2 separate regions of the Mus musculus genome follow, and region 2 is linked to region 1. The links are chromatin contacts, called in public Hi-C maps. All regions are on one chromosome and are shown on one strand. The core of a region is the stretch at or near the end of the contact, and the rest is flanking DNA. Distances in the headings are between cores, read along the strand shown.

What was found. Hi-C and Micro-C count contacts between places; a contact is called where the count stands out from the background.
Region 2: a contact with region 1 is called in a Hi-C map of liver, with 1.8 times the contacts expected there. The contact joins the promoter of Ftcd here to the promoter of Lss in region 1. A contact is called at or near these places in 8 of 39 promoter capture datasets (the 3T3-L1 cell line, 3T3-L1-derived adipocytes, embryonic stem cells and 3 more), 1 of 15 datasets of contacts at CTCF or cohesin (the NIH/3T3 cell line), 4 of 484 Hi-C or Micro-C datasets (all in liver), 5 of 115 datasets of contacts at active chromatin or transcription factors (embryonic stem cells, hepatocytes and pancreatic cancer cells) and 3 of 9 other capture datasets (adipose tissue, liver and pancreatic islet).

Annotation. Positions count from the first base shown.
Region 1 is chr10:76,530,151-76,532,935 of GRCm38.p6, forward strand. It overlaps Lss (lanosterol synthase), which reads left to right and starts at 1,455. Exons shown (of 22, transcript NM_146006.2): 1 at 1,455-1,524; 2 at 1,700-1,868. The coding sequence starts at 1,511.
Region 2 is chr10:76,574,308-76,577,092 of GRCm38.p6, forward strand. It overlaps Ftcd (formiminotransferase cyclodeaminase), which reads left to right and starts at 1,341. Exons shown (of 14, transcript NM_080845.2): 1 at 1,341-1,452; 2 at 2,194-2,377. The coding sequence starts at 1,399.

The DNA.
Region 1 (2,785 bases), core at 205-2,704:
CTGGGATTAAAGGCGTGTGCCACCACGCCCAGCTCAAACTGACTTTTCTATTGTGAATTTTAAAAACTTAATGTGTACGGGTGTTTTAACCAGCATGTATGTACTTACATCTCACACATGCCTGGTGACTGAGGAGGTCAGAAAATGGCATTAGATTCCTTAAAACTGAAGTTATAGATGGCTGTGAGTCACCATGTGGGTGCTATAAACCAATTCCAGGTCCTCTGAATGAGCAGCAAGTGCTCTTACGCACTGGACTTAAGTATTGGCCTCCAGTCCCCAAATCAATAGTCTGAGGCAAGGCTCAGTTAAAATGCCTTGTCTTATATCTTTACAAGTTTCTAAACTGGGCAAAGAAGAGGTTAGTGTTCTTGACTAGCCATCTAAAATTCCGATTTTCCATCTAGGGAAGGTGTGTGAGTGTTCTTTGCCTCTTACTTCTTCCTTCTCTGATTTGTGGTTCATGGCCCCTTCCTTGGCAGCGTTTTGAGGGCTAGGTGCAGGGAGGCTATCGGGTTTGGGTAGTTGTAAGTAAGTCGGCACTCTGTAGGACACACTGTACCGCTGGGAGTTCTTGGAATTATATTTTTCTGATCTCTGGTCGTCATTCCTGCATGCCAGCAATGCTTCTCAAATACTATCTGTTCAAATGTTCTTCATTGCACGTCTCTACTAGATTCTGCCGGCATACCACAGGCTTTCCTGCTTCCCTCTCTACTGTCAAACATAATCAAGGCTTTTCCCCCTTTAACTTGTAGGACTCCAAGCTCCAGGTATCCTGAGAGTAGTGCTGTGGCTAGGGAAGTGGAACTCTACCTGCTAATGGGAGTCAGGACACAGCCCTCTGCACACTCTGCAGCTGCTCCCTGTGAGGAGCCTGTGCCCGCTTTCTGAGAACACTACTCTGACCCTCTTCCCAACTACGTGTCATCATAGTTTCCTCCTCCCTTCACTCGGGTCAAGGCCCCTGCCCCATGATGGTCCATGTGGTGCCTCGGATCAACGCTAGTTTCACCTCAGGTCACTCATGCCTCTTCCGTACTTCTGAAGCACTCGTGGTTTCCGCGGCCTCTTTCCTGCATGTCGGAGGGGCCATTTTTCACCAACCCTGTAGGTATCCCGGCTCAGAACACCCAGACCAGAAGTCCAAGGCTGTCATCAATAAGGATCTAGAGGGGCCGGCCCCGCCCCCCATCCCGCCCCGCCCCTCCAACGGGCCTGCCCCTCCCACAGGCCGTCCTCGCCCACAGGCCGGCCTCTTTCATAGGCCCCGCCTCCAAAGCGCTTCCCGCCCCGCAGCCACGCCCCCTGGTGCCCTCGCGGCGTCGGGCGGCCCTGCGCCCAGCCACTGTGGTCGCGGTGCGTCTCTCGTGCCCACCTGGTGATGCTCTGATTGGCCGAGCTCGCATCGGCCCACCCAGTAGTTCCGGTCGGCCGAGGCTCGCGCCTGCGCAGTGCACTAGGCTGTCAGGTAAAGGGCTGGCAAGCGGTGGCAGAGAGTAGTGCTGTCATGACTGAGGGCACGTGAGTCGCGGACCCTGGGCTTCCCGCGGGTGTTGCGAGGGACGCGGCAGGGCGGTGGCAGGGAAGGTGTCTGGACAGCAGGGTGGCATGGCTGGTGGCTCTGCATGCCTGGATTGCAGGCATCCCACCTGGGCGGAGTCTAAGGAAGGCTGCTTCCTCTCGCTGGTCCCCTCAGGTGTCTGCGGCGTCGTGGGGGACCCTATAAAACTGAGCCCGCCACCGATCTCACCCGCTGGCGGCTCCAGAATGAGTTGGGTCGGCAGAGATGGACTTATTATCAAGCGGAGGACGACCCTGGTCGAGAGCAGACCGGGCTAGAGGCCCACTCTTTGGGACTGGACACAGTAAGTGATGTGATTCTGAAAGCACCATTCCATCCCAAGACTGGAAGCCATCACTGATCAGCCTACACCGTGCCTTCCTGAGCCAGAGCTCTGAAACAGTGGAGAGCCTTATTTAAAAAACAGGCAACCAGCCAGTAATATATGCATATGTGTAAACCAATGTATATGTGGGTATAGTGTGATATGAGGAAAAGCTGACTATAAGAGGATCAGGAAAGTTCACAAGTTATGTAAGAAGATGTAAAGCTAGTTGCTTTTCTAGTTCTAACTCTGTCATGGGCTTTGTGGTTTGGGCAATAGATTAATGCATAAAATATAGTGGGTACTGAAAGTGCATCATTTTATGGAAAGTTTCACAGTCTCCCTTTTCAAATGCCAAGGTCATTAAGTTGAGTAGACTTTGTGTTTGGTTAATTTTGGTGTGCGATGTTTTTATTAATTTGCAGGTTTCTTTTTATTTTAATAATAAGGCTTATAATTTTTTGTTTTTTAAAACAGATATGAACCTGGGCCCGGCAGGCATACCTGTAATCCTAGCCGCTGAGTAGGCTGTGACAAGGATAAAGTTTAAGATCTGCCTGGGCAGCTGAGTAGAGCTTGTCTCAGAAAATAAAGAGGCTGGGCATGGTAGTGCTGGTCTTTAATCCCGGCACCCAGGAGGCAGAGGCAGGCAGATCTTTGTGAGTTTGAGGCCAGCCTGGTCTACAGAGCAAGTTCTAGGCCAGCCAGGTCTACGTAGTGTGACCCTATCTCAAAAATGATAACAAATAAATAAAGAAGAGGGCTGCTGATGTGGGTCAGTGTTTGTGAGTGTTTGCCTCAATTCAATCTAAACAACAAAAAGTGTGGTACCTCCTTCCGGAGACAGGAGTAGAAGCAACCCTCGTTATTTAAGTCCCTCCACCTCAGAGACCTGT
Region 2 (2,785 bases), core at 91-2,590, 44 kb after region 1:
CATACACATGCCATCAGCCCCACAGTGCATATAGTCTAACATCTACTTATATATGTGTGGGGTGGTGGGCTATGCACAGATAACCTGGTCCCCAGTTGAGCATAGGTCTGGAACCCCGGAGCCCCAGAGGGCGGAGATTTCCACCTGCATGGGATGGCAGGAGTTCGGCCATGCCTCCTGGGCACCTGGCTCCTGTCATGTAGCTACAGCCTCCCACAGCCCCCTGCAGAGAGGTATGGGCATCCATCAAGTAGTAGCTGCACCAAGCCCTCCCACATGCAAATAAGGTTTCCCCAAACTCTCAGTCCAAGCCAATGAGAAGTACCTGCTGTCAAAACCCCAAATCATCCCCAAAACTGTATATAAGTCCGTTCCAGGGAATAAAGATGTGCGAGAACTACTCCGCCACCCGAGCCTTTGTCCTAAGAGCTGTAACACTTGGCGAGAGATCTGTTCTCCTGAAGAGCCACCTGAGGCCCTGCCACACTCCTCACTGGCTAGTCAGCTTCTTGTCTGCCCAGCCCGACCCGACTTAGTGCAGGGCGGCATGGAATTACAGCATGGCAGAGACGGAGGTGGAGCTGATTGACCGACAGTGCAGCAGAAGCGGGCAAGTGACTTCCCCTCCCTGCCTGCATTCGCTTCCCTTCGCAGGAAACCTCGCACCAGGCCTGGCCAGAGATCTCCGTGGAAAACCTCAGGCCCACATATATACACATTAGCACCCTCATGTGTATTCACACCAACCCCTACATATTCCCATATGCCCTTGTATACACTCACGTACACATACACACACTCACCTACTCAGTTCACCCATATGTACATCTAACCCATGAACTGTACACACAAACACTCATACATAAATCCCCATGGTCAAACACATTCTTGCTCCCACCCCATGCTCTCTCCTGCCTCTCTGAGCTAAGCCGACTTCTGGGGAGGACCAGGCTTTATGCTGGGCTTCACACATGGCTTCTCCTCCCCCACCTCCCTGAGGACCAGGCCCGACATGAAGAGTTACTAAGCCAGAAGTCCCATGGGGCCTCTTCCAGAAAGGCCACACTCTGAGGGCAATACAGGGTCACCTGGATGGTCAAGAGGCAACCCTGGCCCAAGCTGGGCCTTGAGCTCAAGTTGGCTTGATGCCCTAGCCTGAACTTTGTCCCTCTAGGCCTCCTGGGGTCCTCGGCCTGTGCCCCTCTGACGCTGTTCATGTGCTTTTTGTCAAGCTCATCCCAGAGAGCACCCCTGCATTCTTCAGCTCCCATCGCACTGTCCCTGGTTAATAAGAAACTAACTGTGGGGAGGTATAAAGGCCCCAGGGCCATCAGAGAGTTGTCACTCTGTGTCCCTCTACAGCCTCTTGAGAGGAACCTCTGGACTCAGGTGCTGGCCATGTCTCAGTTGGTGGAATGTGTCCCCAACTTCTCAGAGGGGAACAACCAGGAGGTGAGGTTCCTTCCAGGGCTGTGTGGGTGCTCTGGTCCCAGGAAGGGAGTGAGTTTGGTGTGGGAGAAGATTGCCTTCCCAGAACAGGCAGGGCCACAGCCCTGTTGGATCCCTCTCAGGAACCATTTCTGTCAGCTCTGGAACACTCTGGAGGAATGGCAGGGGGCCTGGGGATTTTGGAGTGCTCCTGGTAGGGGCCTAGTGAATCCTTTGACTGCAGTGTTCCTACCTGAAAACGAAGTACCCTGAATAGAGAGATGCAGAGGGCAGAGGTCACAGGAAAGGTCACCCCCCACATATATATTAACTCCTTCCTCACCCCTGAAGCCTTGAGAGGCAGGCACTATTATCAACCCCCTTACATGATGGAAAAACTGAGGCACAGAGCAGTCCTCATGATAGGGTTTGGGCTCTGGGCCCCAGTTTTGACCTCTCATATTAGCAGACTGTCCCTACCCTGGCTGTCCCCACCAGAAGGATGTGACTCCGTCCACCTTCTCTGAGTATCTGGGTGTTGGCAAAAGGCCCATTATTTATTTTTTTGGGCCAACCTCAACCTGGGGTGATCATGGCCACTCCCATGGGGGGCCTTCCTTGTTGTGCCATGTGGGTTCTTGGACTGAATGAAGGTCAGCTCTTTGGGGGAACTGGCCAAACTACCTGCTTGAGATCACACGCGGGTGTGGGTTTACAGCCTTTCCAAGTGGGGACTGAGGCACGGTGTCGGGCCTCTCTCTCCAGGTGATTGATGCCATCTCTCGAGCCATCTCCCAGACCCCAGGCTGTGTGCTGTTGGACGTCGATGCCGGACCCTCCACCAACCGCACTGTCTACACTTTCGTGGGGCAGCCAGAGTGTGTCGTAGAGGGGGCCCTCCATGCTGCGCGTACGGCCTCACAGCTCATCGACATGAGCAAGCACAAGGGTGAGGCAGCTCAGGCTGAGCCCGGGCTCTTGTGGTTCAGCTTCCAGGCTGAGCTGGTGACAAGGCGTTCTGGTTGAGGGGCAGGCCCAGGGCATGCATGGCCATGCGGTGTAAGTCAAGCGTGGCCTTGGTATCTATTCCCAGGAACAGGTTGGGGGGAAGGCAGGGAGACAGCCTTAGGACATAGGCTATGGAGATCAGCTGCCCTCTAGAGTGGCTACCTCTCTTTTTGGATCCAGTGGTTCTATGATCATCTACAGGGGCTCCTCATCCCAAGGTCTTGACTAGACTAAGGCCTGGGGGAGCCAGAAGAGGACAAAGAGCTGGGAAGCAAATGTGTCAACTGCCTCTAAAGCAAACACAGTGGCGGGGGTGGGGTGGGGGTGGGGTGGGGAGTGGGTAGAGCCA